Linked DNA regions of Zea mays: region 1 is linked to region 2. Evidence: chromatin contacts called from public Hi-C data. All regions are on one chromosome and are shown on one strand. Each heading gives the region's core, a stretch centred on a gene start, on an enhancer-like site or on the middle of the called end of the contact. The rest is flanking DNA. Distances are from core to core; before and after follow the strand shown. Region 1 holds the start of LOC100285525 (ZF-HD protein dimerisation region containing protein). Region 2 holds the start of LOC100283538 (cyclin delta-2).

Evidence for each region. A called contact is a pair of places that touch in the nucleus more often than the background predicts.
Region 1: a contact with region 2 is called in a Hi-C map of leaf, with 7 times the contacts expected there. The contact joins the promoter of LOC100285525 here to the promoter of LOC100283538 in region 2. A contact is called at or near these places in 3 of 25 Hi-C or Micro-C datasets (leaf and tassel).

The regions. Positions count from the first base shown.
Region 1 is chr7:133,394,406-133,400,841 of Zm-B73-REFERENCE-NAM-5.0, forward strand. LOC100285525 (ZF-HD protein dimerisation region containing protein) reads right to left here and starts at 4,479. Exons shown (of 1, transcript NM_001158416.2): 1 at 3,113-4,479. The coding sequence starts at 4,414. The coding sequence ends at 3,593.
Region 2 is chr7:133,217,375-133,224,099 of Zm-B73-REFERENCE-NAM-5.0, forward strand. It overlaps LOC100283538 (cyclin delta-2), which reads left to right and starts at 1,653. Exons shown (of 6, transcript NM_001156438.1): 1 at 1,653-2,127; 2 at 2,235-2,321; 3 at 2,479-2,577; 4 at 2,701-2,902; 5 at 3,031-3,146; 6 at 3,419-3,758. The coding sequence starts at 1,846. The coding sequence ends at 3,700.

The sequences.
Region 1 (6,436 bases), core at 3,229-5,728, 180 kb after region 2:
TAGTGCACTGTACCGCTGAAGCAGCGAGTAGCTTAGAGCTTGGACCAGATCTAGGGAGCAGACGAGCAGTGGGCACAATGGCGGAGAGAGCTGAGCAGCACAGCTAGACGACTAGCCAGGGATGTCCGACGGCATGCATGCATGCATGAGTTGCATTCTCCCTGCCGGCCTGCGTTGCACCTGCTGCACAAACTGCACCTGTTGCATGCATGCGCCACCGCACGCTTTCGTGGCGCCAGGTGGACACCCAGTGTCCGGGTCCCCACCTGTCAGCCTCGGCCAAGTGGGCGCCAGTTCTTCGACTTTGAGGTGGTTTAGACTTTAGATAGAGAACAAAACACTGCGACCCCGTCGTCAGATTCTCCCTGCCGCCTATACATGTCCAAACGGGCCGGCCCGGTAGTGGGCCCGTGACCCGGCACGGTCGTGGCCCGGCACGAGCACGGCACGGCCCGACTAGAGGCGTGCCCGGGCCGGCCCGGTTCAATAGCCGTGCCGGGCTTGGGCTGGCCGTTGGGCCCGCGGTGCAGGCACGGGCCCGGCACGGTTAATTGGTAGGCACGGTAACGGCCCGTTTGAGGGACTGATTTTATAACGGTCAGTCTATTTTTAGCTATAATACTTATGATATGTTATTATATGAGAGCATTCTGACTTGTAATATGTGTTTATATATGTATCTAAAATTCTTTTGTCTAAATATGTATCTAAAATTATAAATATAATTAATTAAATCTAAAATAAATTTGAATATTACATTTAAATTCTGAATTTCGAAGTGTTTTTTTTTGTTTATGGGACCGGGCCCGACCCGGCACGACAGGCCCGCCGTGCCTCCGGCCCGGCACGGCCCGTGTAAGAATAACCGTGCCGGGCTTGGGCCGCGTTAGCCAGCCCGCGGGCCGGCCCGGCACGGCACGATACCAAACCGTGCCGGGCTTGGACTAGTGCCTCTCGTGCCGGGCCAAGCCGTGCCCGGGCCGGGCCGGCCCGGCACGGCCCATTGGACATGTATACTGCCGCCACCGGCCCACCGCCACCGCCCACGCGGCCACGCCTAGCCTATAGGCTAAAACCCAGGAGCCTAGCTTGCAAACTGTGCTCGATCGTACGGCCGAGCCGACGAGACGCCGGAGTTGGTTTCCGCCCACAGCTGGAACGCAGCTGCAAGAGCCGAAAGCGGGGCAGTACTGCAGTAGCACAAAGCAAGAGGAAGACGAAGAGGCCAGAAGGGTGGCCGGCCCGAGGAAGGAGGAAAGGCCGCTGCATTTCCGACTTTCCTTGCTCACGCGAGCAATGGCACGCACGTTGCGCATGCGCTGCGTACGTCCAAAAGCAAAGAAGCAAGCAGTAAAACTCATCATTGTCCCTAAATTTGACTGCCGGTGTTCTTCGTCACCGAACTTTTGAAGTGATGTTTTTGTAGGCCCTTAAAACTTTATCCGAGTCAATGAATGTCCAACTACCATTTAAGCCCAGTGGACTTCTAATTAAGCTAATCACCATCCTTGTCTAAACTTAGCCAATGGTGATGTCATTCCGAACCCTAAACTTTCTTTTGATTTTATATATCTCATCTAAGTCCCTAACTCACTCTATACGCGCTTACCCCCGCCGTTTGGAACTAGATTAAACTAAAAACTAAGCTCAGAAGTCTGAATGGCATCGCTAGAAGTTTTGGGGCCGATAGTGATCACCTTGGAAGTTTATAGACGACCGATAGTGATCACTTCAAAAAGCTCATGGAGAGTGAAATAGCACTGTTGACATAGCTGAAAGACCTATAGTTTTTACACAATTATATCACTTTAAATTCTGAGGACCGTAATAAACATCACTGCGTGCTGACCAAGTTTAAAGACCTAGAGATTTTACACAATTATCACTCTAAAGTTTTAAGGACCGGAAAATTAACACCGCCGGCTAATTTGAGAAGCTGGTGAATTTTACTCCAAAGCAAAGGTCGCAAACTATTGGCGTGCATGTTGGGCTCTCCGATCCCTTCGGGCCCCGGCTTCTACTGGCAAGGCTGCCTCTCTCTCTCTCTCCCGGTACGAGTACGACGGTCGTCGTCGTCGTCTTCCTTTTCTTGCAGTTGCAGCGTCCAAAAGCACGGTGCGCGCGACAGGCAGAGTCCACTACTCCGGCGAAGCTGCCATAAATGCGTGAGCTGGGAGAGGCCGCCCAGTGGCCAGTGCAACTGTGCAAGTCCACGGCGAGCCCCGCCATGAATGTAAAGCGCTAAAGCCGCATCGGCATGGCGTAGCAGGAGAACTGAAAGCGGGCCGGGCGCGACGAAGAGTACAAGTGGGAAGGGCGGAAGGCCATAGCAAGCGTGGCGTGGAGTGCCATGCCATGGCAATGGCAGGAAGCCCGACGGAGATGGCGCGGTGCCACGGCCTCGGGAGGGGTGCTGGGATGACAACGACACGCATGCGCTAGCAGCTGCGCTCCATGCCGTCGTCACCTTCGCTCTTCGTGTCGCGACAACCTTAACAAGGCTCGCGAATCGGGGGAGGAGTTAATGCGGATGGAGCTCGCTCGCTCGCGCGCGCGCGCAATCGAACGCGTTGCGAGTGCATTGATGATCCAAGCTGAAGAGGACAAGCGAAGAACACATCATCGTGTGCACAGTTCACAGTGCGTCTGTTGTACATGCATGATGCATGCGTGTGTCAAAGTAAAAAATGAGGGGAGACTTTACCAAGGGCCATACTATCATTTACGCTCCACTGAGCAAAACCATGGTAAAAGTAACTTGATACACCTCTATAGCGCGTGACTTGGAAGTGTAAAGCAAGTAACTTGCTACACCTCCCGTGCGCTTGAGCAAGAACAGGAACAGGAACAAGCAGTGGAGGACTGGTACGTACGTGCCAACGAGTTTGAGCAGAAGACAAAGCAAAGAGATTAAGAGAGTACTATAGAGAATGGAACAGTGGCCTATATCCTCCTATCTTCTTTAGGCGCGGCATGCGGCATCTGACTAGGAACCGAACCATGAGCAAAATTATCGTCAGCTGAGCTGATCCCAACCACAAAAAATATAAAGAGGGCAGTGCACGAGCACGACATACACACAGAGAGAGAGAGAGAAGTGGCAGAATCCATGCAGCCCCAATCCCCAGATACACTTGTTGGCATCGCAACACCAAGTACATTTGCCATTGAAGAATTATTAACGCCAAGAACAACCAAGCAAACCGGCAAATGGCCCATGCCGCAGGAATTAATTAATAAACAACACCAGCAAGTACGGTTAAATGAGAAGTAAAAAAGAACGGCCTAATAAAGCCAAGCAAGAAAGATCGATCGAGCACCTCGCTACGAGTTACTTACTGCAACTAACCTACTCCGGCCGCCACGGCACGAAGGCGCCGGAGCCGAATGCTAACAAAGAGGATGCAGGTGTACCTACCCGTACCCGGAGGAGAGGCTGGCCACGGCCACCGTCGATCGATCTGCGACTGCGATCAACCGCTGTGTGTGTGTGTGTGATGCATGCGCGCGTGGGCGTGGCTCTTGCGTGTGTACAGTACACGCGTTGGGGTGGGGGTGTCATGGTGTGACGCTGCCTGCTGCTTAGCTACGCCTACGGCTTCTTGCCGAGGGTGTGCTTGTTGTTGTGCATCCACACCTTGAGCACGTGGCGCTTGACGCAGACCTCGTCGCAGAACTGCTGCACGGCGGCCTCGTCGTGCTTCTGGATGCGCCACCCCACGCGCTCCGCGAACGCCAGCATCCTGTCCTTCTGCTCCTGGGTGAACTTGGTGCGGAACCGCTTCTTGCCGGACCCGCCGGAGCCAGAGGGCCCGGCGCCGCCGCCCAGGCCCAGCGGGCCCAGCGCCGACACCGGCCCGGCGGCCGCCATCCCCCCGGAGAGGTAGTCGTCGCCGTCGTCGCGCCAGCTGTGGGACGTGGACGGCAGCGCCAGCGGCCGCGGCGTGTGGTGGCCCGCGGCGGCCATGTGGATCGGCTGCTGCTGCTGGTGATGGTGGTGGAAGTACGACCCGGCCGGGGTGCGGTAGTACGGGGAGAAGTGGTGGTGGTGCGGCGTGGCGGCGCCGCCTCCGTAGGCGACCAGCGCGGCGGGGGAGCCCTCCGGGGACTCCTTGCGGTGGAAGTTGCGGTGGCAGCCGCACGCGGCGCAGCGGAGCGCGTCGAGCGTGCCCTCCTCGCCGGCCGGCATGAACTCGCCGCACCCGTCCACGGCGTGGCCCCCGATGCCGACCGCGTGGTTCTTGAGGCACTCGCGGTACCGCCCGCCCGGGGCCTTGGCGCGCTCGCCGGGCGGCTTGGGCGGCGCCGGTGCACCAAACCCGCCGGCTGCCAGAGGCGGGGCGTCGTAGCTGGAGCTCACCGGCATCGGCGCCATCTCCTCCTCGTCGCCGTCGTCGTGGTCGTCGAAGTCCATCGCCGTCGATCGGCAGGTGTTTCTTGTGCCCCTGTGGCCTGTGTGTAGCTAAGCTAGTGTGCTCTGGAGTGGAGCTATGGCAGGCGAAGCTAAGAGGGGCTTAGCAGGGTTAAGAGCGGGATGAAGAGATAAGAGAGACGTGGGACTGGAGGGGGTGTGGGCTGCCTGCCAGTTTTGACGCGCGCCGCTGCGCTGCACCTGCAGGAAGGCTGCAAAGCCGCTGCCGTAGCTGCTGCTGTCTCTTGCGATGGTTTAACCCAACCCTGGCCTCTCTTTCGTCGATTCGACCACGGTGAGATTAGGTGAAGCTGTCTCTTGCGATGGTTTAACCCAACCCTGGCCTCTCTTTCGTCGATTCGACCACGGTGAGATTAGGTGTGAAGCTGCTCTTCCGCCGGTCGCGCTCATGCCTGTCCCTCTCCCTGCTGCTCTTTTCAAGTGGTTTGCCTCCAACGCCTTTTAAATTGCGGTTTAGAATATGTGATCGTGACACCCGGTCTTTCTTTTCTCTCGCGCCTTTTCGCTCGAATCTAGCTAGCTATGTGTGTGCCAACACTTCTCTGTCTTAACCAAGACAATTTGCGGTCAAATAAATCCACATGCTCTACTTCGGTGTCTGGATCATGGGCATACTTGACCTGCAACTGTACACAAATAATCGTATTTGGCTCCTTAGGCCCAGCTGCTAGCCGCTGCCGTCCGTGCAGGCATGCGCACAGAGCACGGAGGTGTAGCAACGTCATCAAACCCGTGCTGCTTCCAGATCGCGTCATCACAGTCACGGTACAAAATTGTGAGTGCCTTTCCGTTTGGTAAGTGGGCATCGATCGATTCCCGACTAGCTAAGCGCTTTTCATATTAGCTACGAACGATTCATGCGATATGATTGCGCCCCCCCCCCCCCCCCCCCCCCCCCCCCCCCCCATGCTCTCTGTGATCAGATCAAATATAGGCATCAAGTCGTGCTGATCGGCTGTGTTTCCAGTTGAAGTGATGTAAGCAGCATGCATTAGTCTTTTCCACTGCATCGCCCTGTGGGACATGTGACAGTACATCATATATAGTATTATATTGTCATGTATATAAAAGCAGCAGCCAAAGCTAGATTCAGTTACTAAAATAGAATACGTCGCCAGCGGAAGTGTTTATATACTACTATTACATACCACAGGAGTACTCTTTGCAGTGCAATATGGCTTTTTTTACGACTTGTGTCTGGCTTCGACTCCACCTGCTAGTACAAAAGTTCTTAAACCAACCTCAAGTCATTTCTAATTTATTTTCGATAAAGTGAATTAAAACATTTTTTCCCTCCGTCCTATATAGGATGTTTTAAAATCTCTTAAACCAACCTCAGCGGTGGATTCACGAGATCGAGTTTCGTAAGTACTGATGAAGAGAGATATAATAAAAGTTCTACAGAACTGATGAAATGAATTTTTAAGAGAATAAAACTTGCAATATTTTTACTACGTTGTAGTTTGAGAAATAGTAACATAAAACTTCCACTGAAATAAACTGGCAGTACCGAGTGCAATGAAGAGTCAAAAGACAAAAAAAAAAGAATCGTGGATATGCATCACTACTAAGTAACTAATATTATTCACTGCTAGCTGCTTTGTTCCTACAACCGACGGTTATAAAGTGAACCAGCAGTGACTAGCTTTATAATATTGATATTTTTTTTATTTTGAAGTTATTTTCGTACCGAAATTTTTGATTCATAAGATTATCGAGTTAATGTAACGGGCCCATATATATATTCTATAGTCACAAATAAGTGTGTAGTGTTAGTAAAAAAACTTGGATGGAAAAGTGACCAAAACAAAAACTATAAATCTTGAAAAGTTATAGATATAAGTTTTCTTTATTTTGAAATCATTTTAATTCCGAAATATTCGGTTCAGACGATTTATTGAGTTACCACATGAATATAATCCATATCCTCTATAAAGGACCGGTGACTCCACAAGTGAGTGTGTAGCGGTATTAAATGTTTTTGCATGCAGAAATGATTAAAAG
Region 2 (6,725 bases), core at 403-2,902:
CGCAGCGCAGATGGCGTGACCCTCTTCAATACGTACGCCCTACGCCGTGGCACTGGCACCTGGTCCATCGCTCCCTGGGCCACTGGGTACGCGACGGCTGGCACCTGCAGGCGGGCAAGCGCCGGGCCGACACCACCTCACGGGATATGCGCATGCGTGGCCCCATCTGTCGGCCGGTGGGCAGTGAACGGCTGCGGGTCGACCGACGGCGACGACCGGGCAGGGGGGGCTCAGCTGCAGTGGTGAAGTACTGTACTCAAGTGGGAGGTCTCGCGCGTCGCCGGAGCCCGACTGACCGAGCGGCCGAGCGAGCGAGTAGCGCGCCCATCCTGCCCCTAGCCGCGGAACGGGGGACAAAGCCACAAAGGCAAAGGCTGCGCATGTCGCGAGGGGGTGCCGGGTGGGACTTTGGGAGAGTGGGTGGACGCGCGAAATACTACGCCCCCCGAGCCAGCAGCGGGCGCGAGCACTGGAACGCACAGACCAGCAGTGCAAGTAGACTGATGATGATGCAGATGAGCTCTGCTCTGCACCGGTTCGCAGTGCGCGCGGGGGGCCGCGAACAGAACGACACGGAGATGCCGAGCGAGACGAAAGAAAGCTGGTCCACGCTCGTTATCACAAAACGTGAAGTCACCTACCACGTCGTCGGTGATGGTGAGGCCATGCTCGTTATCACAAGCGTGAACGCACCTGCCTGCACGCGCGCAGCTGCAGCGCGTCACGAGTGCATTCATTCCAAACCATTGGACTCACTCCCATGGGGTGGGACTTGTGACATCCCACCCGTATATATTCTTGTTAATAATTGAACAATGATATCACGATCCAGCGGCACTCGGTGTGGTACTGTTTTCCGCCCCTCTCCCTTTCCGAGCAAAGGATCCTTCTTCATTCTGTTGGACCGTCGACTGTACTAGTGTAAAAGTGTACTACGTTTGATTGGTGTTTAAAGAACTGTCGTTTAAAGACCAAAAAAATGTATTTAATTCTCTCTTTCTTATTCGTATCGATGTACATGTGTCTAGAGAGAATATGTCTTATATTGTGGGGATAAGAACAATAGGTGGTTACGTCTTATATTATAGGACGGATGGAGTAATATCTAAATGATAGGTGACGGACTGTTTGTCGTTTAACGCTTAATTAGAAGAAGACAAAACATGGCTACTGAGTATATGTTTGTTTGGTAAGGTTTCTCTTCGATTTCATCTTTAACTTTTTTACAGAAGCCCTACTAAATATTTTGTAGTGGGGGGGGGGGGGGGGGAATAGTTTTTCAACAAAAAAAAGAAAGAAAGAGTCCATGGAATGCCAAATATCCCCTTATCACGAGAGTGGCTGGGTCAAAAGCCAGAAAGAAAAATAAAAAACAAACACAAAGAGCCCTAAAAAACCATGTCATAAAAGCTCTAAAAAGTAGAGCGCCTCATCAAAGTACAGGCTAGAAAAGAAAAACTGAACGAAAGTGAGCAACCATTTTTCTAATCACACCCTCATCCTTCCTTCCCTTCCCGCTACCCTACCCGGCCCCTGTCTCAGGTTTCGCGTACTAATCGCGTCCTAGTCACTTCTTTCCGAAAATGCCCCTGCCTGTTCTGCACGCCGGTTCATACAAAAAGGGCCTCACGGCACACAGCATATTTGCTCTTGCTCACTCGCCCGGTCGCCCCTCCTCTTCCACTCCTCGCTCGCAGTCGCAGCAAGCCGGGAACAACACGAGCAGGGGGAGGGGAAGAAGAGGAGACCTACCATACCATAGATTCGGAGCCAGATACTCAATCAGTATCCTGTACCATTACCACCAGGCGCGCACCAGGTTACCAAAATCTCGTGTGGAGGGAAATGGCGCCCAGCAGCTACGAGGTGGCGGCTTCCATCCTCCTCTGCGCCGAGGACAGCAGCAGCATCCTGGACCTCGAAGCGGAGGCCGAGGAGGAAGCGCTACTGGCGCGGAGCGGGGAGCCCGGCGGCGGCGCGGAGTTCCCCGTGCCGTCCGAGGAATGCGTCGCCGGTTTCCTGGAGTCTGAGGCAGCGCACATGCCGCGGGAGGACTACGCCGAGAGGCTGCGCAGCGGGGGGATGGATCTCCGCGTCCGGACGGACGCCATCGACTGGATTTGGAAGGTGGGCGCTCGGCCGAAGCAGTCTCCCAAGTCTTGTTCCCAACCCATCCACATTCCACCCCTGTTGTTGTCGTGAATAATAATCTGACAGTTTTAGCCTCTCCACAGGTTCACACGTGCTACGGTTTCGGCCCTCTCACTGCCTGCTTGGCCGTCAACTACCTGGACCGCTTCCTCTCGCTCTACCAGCTTCCGGTAAGAATCATCAAAGCCTACGAAGTGATGATGAAGCGGCACTGTTTACTTCTTGGTTCTTGGAATGAAGATGGCCGGCGTTCGGAAACAAGAATCTGCACCATATGTTCCAGTGGTTCAGTGCCGGTAACCATGTGCCTCTCTCGCCATTTTTCAGGAAGGCAAGGCTTGGATGACACAGCTGCTGTCCGTGGCGTGCTTGTCCCTGGCCGCCAAGATGGAGGAGACCTACGTCCCTTCGTCCCTGGACCTGCAGGTGAGCTAGAGAGCAATAATGCAGACGCATAGTACTCCGCCACACGCGTTACAGACGTCCATCTGGCCGGCCCCTGCGACCTTGTTCCCGATCTCACTGTTGCTGGATCCTGTCGGGCAGCAGGCCGGGGACGCGCGGTACGTGTTCGAGGCGAAGACGATCCAGAGGATGGAGCTCCTGGTCCTCAGCACGCTCAAGTGGAGGATGCAAGCGGTCACCCCCTTGTCGTACGTCGACTACTTCCTCCACCGGCTCCGAGGCGGCGCCGCGCCGAGCAGACGCGCCGTCCTCCGATCCGCGGAGCTCATCCTGTGCATCGCCAGAGGTGAGCAACGACCAGGAAGTTCTCAGTTCTCACCCGGCGGGGGTTTTTTTTTTTTACTCATGCAAAACCACACCGGCGCATTCCGTTCCGATCGGTCTGACGGCGTTGCTGCTACGAACGCGTGGCAGGGACGCACTGCTTGGATTTCAGGCCCTCGGAGATCGCCTTGGCCGTCGCCGCCACCGTGGCCGGCGAAGAGCGCGCCGTGGACATCGACAGGGCCTTCACCCACCGTGTACATAAGGTATACGCGTGTACCTGCCTCAGCAGACGTTCTCGCTAGATTTGTCGTCGGATTCGATCGGCTAGCGTCTTTCATCAATGCAGCGCAATGCAGTCCGTTAGCGTTTACCGCATGCAATGCATCGAAGCCGTAGGTTTGCGGCCGTCCTTGACTTGCCTGTGCAGCAACTAGCCACTAGGGCACACCTGCCGAAGCGCGTGTGAGCCGCATTTACAACAGCCACGGCGATTTAATAATGCCTTGTTGCTTTGCGCTGCATACTGCGGCTGCAGGAGAGGGTGTCGCGATGCCTCGAAGCGATCCAGCAGGCCACCGCCACCATGGCCCTGCCGCAGCCGCTGAAAAGTGAAGGCCCGAGCAGCAGCGGCCGCAGGGCCTCGTCTTCCTCGGCCACCGTGCCGCGGAGCCCCACCGGGGTGCTGGACGCTGGCTGCCTGAGCTACAGGAGAGCCGCCGCCGCCGCCGCCTCGCACGCGAGCTCCAGCTGGCGCGACGAGGACGACGACGACTGCCCCCCGGCTGTCTGCAGCAAGAGGAGGAAGATTAGCAGATGATTAAAGCCAATGATGGACGGATGAAAAAGTCAAGCGGTTTTTGATCGCACTGACTGAAGGGTTTGGTTTGCTGTGGGAGCCTCCGACGCCGGATTTCAACCAAAGCGCCTGAAAGGCAAAAAAGAGGCGCAGACAGCCAAAAAAAAGCAGGGCATTTCGGACGTGACGGATCCGGCAGGCACAAAGACGTAGTACGACGCCCGGGAATAAAGACGGCCCGAAACGCATGGTAGAAACGTACTCCGAATTTCGTGAGCTTTTTTTTTTTTTGCAACAGTAGGCACTAGGCAGTCAGCCACCACAAAAGCCCACAACGGCATCGCCAGAAAAAAAAAAGCAAAGGTTTTGCAGGTTGACAAAGCTGAGAGAGACGGGACGAGACGACTGAAATAAAAGGTCCTCGAGACGATGGGGATTGGGCGTAGTTTGCTCTGTTTTGTAATTTTGCGACCAATTTCCGTTTGTAAAAAAAGGAAAAATGTAAAAAGAGAAGAAGAAAAAACAATTCTTGCTCAAAAATTGAAAAAAATTAATAGCGGATAATCAACTAGTACTGGAATCCACCAAGAAGCACGAAAACAAACCAAGAACGTAAGACAGGAACCCAGAAGAGCTGGAAACGGGTTTCTTTTCAAGGGGTCACGAGCTATCAGCGTCAGCAACCATCGGTTTTTCTCGCTATGGAAGTTTGAAACACTAGGACACCACCTCGCTGCCACCGAAACATTTGTTTGACTGCTTGTCTGCAAAGACCATGGGAACCGGATCCGGATAGGGAAAAAAAAGAGGAGAGAGTAATTGAAATACTAAAACAGAGGCGACATCGTCGTCTGGGGAAGCCTCGGGAACACAAGCACAGTTCACAAAAAAAAGTGCTAGTGCCCAGCAGGCGCGCTTGAGAATCTGTCTAGTATTATTAAAACTTGATGGTGTTGATGCGAGCTTATGGCCCTTTCTTTAATTTGTGCTATAGCTATGCCTTGATGAACTGGTTTTCTTTTCCGGTGACGCGCGCGCAGCCATGTTTAGGACTGCTGGGTCTTATATGTGTCTTATAAGTGTTTGGACGGAGGGACGCGGAAGGACGAAGAGGGATGAGATCATTCTAACTTGGCCCGTGTTTGATTTGAAGGTCCAGAATCAGTGTCAACTAATATTCTTTAAAAATAGTAGATGAGGCCGTCCCTCAAAAAATAAGGGACGGATCAGTCCAGAGTTGATCCCGTTCCATTCATCGTTGACACCGAACCAAACACTGTCTTAAGGGCATCACATGCACGTATTTTATGGCTCGTCGGCGTTGCTTAACCCTGCGATCTGCGGTTGCACGTTCCTGCTGACCCCTGTCAAGCCTGGTCCGTCATCGGGCAGATAATTTTTCATATCTTTGGCTTCGCCCACCAAAGCTGCGAACCTGATCGTATCCACTGTGAATGGATGGACCTCAAAGCTATTATTCTCTCGCGTGCATTCCTGTACCGAGATGCGCGACAAGCCGTCCACTTTGGACGGTAAATTCAGGGGCAAATCAACAAGCGAACAAGACATGCACATCCACACAACACAACTGGGACTAGAGATGGCAATGGGTAAATACCCACTGGGTATTACTACCCCATACCCATACCCATGACACAAAAATAACCCTATCGGGTTACCCATATACACTGGTGGGTATGGATTTACCCCCATACCCATACCCATGTGGGTATGGGTCATCCATCGGGTCACCCGTACCCACAAAAATGATACATCTATCGAAATATTATATTATACAAATGTCAAGTATATCCATCTAACTACCATTACAAAATTTCTAGTATCATTTAACCATCTATTCAACACACCAAAGATAATTGGATAAAATAGTGACACTAGGATAGTACTACATAGCACATTATATGTTACACTAAAAGGTTGTTAAATAGTAAAAACGATGGATGACTAAAGTCCAAGTTCATGCTAGGGCTAAGTTTATATTGGGTATTTTATACCCACGGGTTAACGGGTATGGGGGAAGGCGAAACGTTCTAATACCCGTTTACCCATTGGGTGAAGATTTTTGCCCAATAACAGACCCACGGGTAGAATATTTGACCTACATACATACCCTAATAGAGTAAATACTCATCGGGTATCGGATCACGGGTACCCATTGCCATCTCTAACTGGGATTGGGTGCTGCTGCCCGCTTCTGATCGATGGGCCGGGTTTGCCTTTAGCGGCGGCCAGAGAATAAAACCACGCCGCGCCAGCCAGCGCGAAGCAACCTCGCCCCAAGTAACTGTAACTAATGTTTCCTCTCCTCTCCTGCTCCTGCAGGCGCGGCAGTACAATAATCGGGTCGGCCGGCGGCACCGTGACCGTAGTAGCCGCGCGTCTGGCCAAAGGTTCCGCAGATGGGATCTCGCACCGAGACCGGTCGTCGTCGGCGACGCCCACGCCCCCCATAGGATCGCTTTGGACGCGTCGTCCGCGCCGGGCCTGACGGCAACGAGCGCACGACAGGTGGTGGGTCTCGGAACAGGCTTCGGTGTGTAGACTGTGCAATTGCCAGCGCGGTCAAATACCCGGGGGCCAGCACCCAGCAGTATGCCGTATGTGAGGTTCATAATATAGCGAAATGGATGTACAATTGTAATTATACCCTTAATTGGACATGCAATCGTGATTTTGTCTCTGATTTTTCAACTTTATGATTTTATGTTTCTTTTTTGAAAACGAAACTTCCGTTTGCTCCCAAACTAGTGATTAATATATCTATACTATATTTAAATGTGCAGGAGGTGGGGTTCGAACTCATACCTTGATGGAAGAATGGCGGGAGACACTGAGTGAAACTGTATAACCTGTAGAACATCACGCTAAGATGTTTTTAATATTGAATATAAATTGTATATAGGTATATACGTTTTTTAAATAAAAGTAATCGTGTCGGCCCGGGCCAGCACTACGGGCCGAGGCTATAGCCCAAGCACGACACGACGTTTTTGACTCTTGTAAGCATTAGGTCGTTTCTAAGATC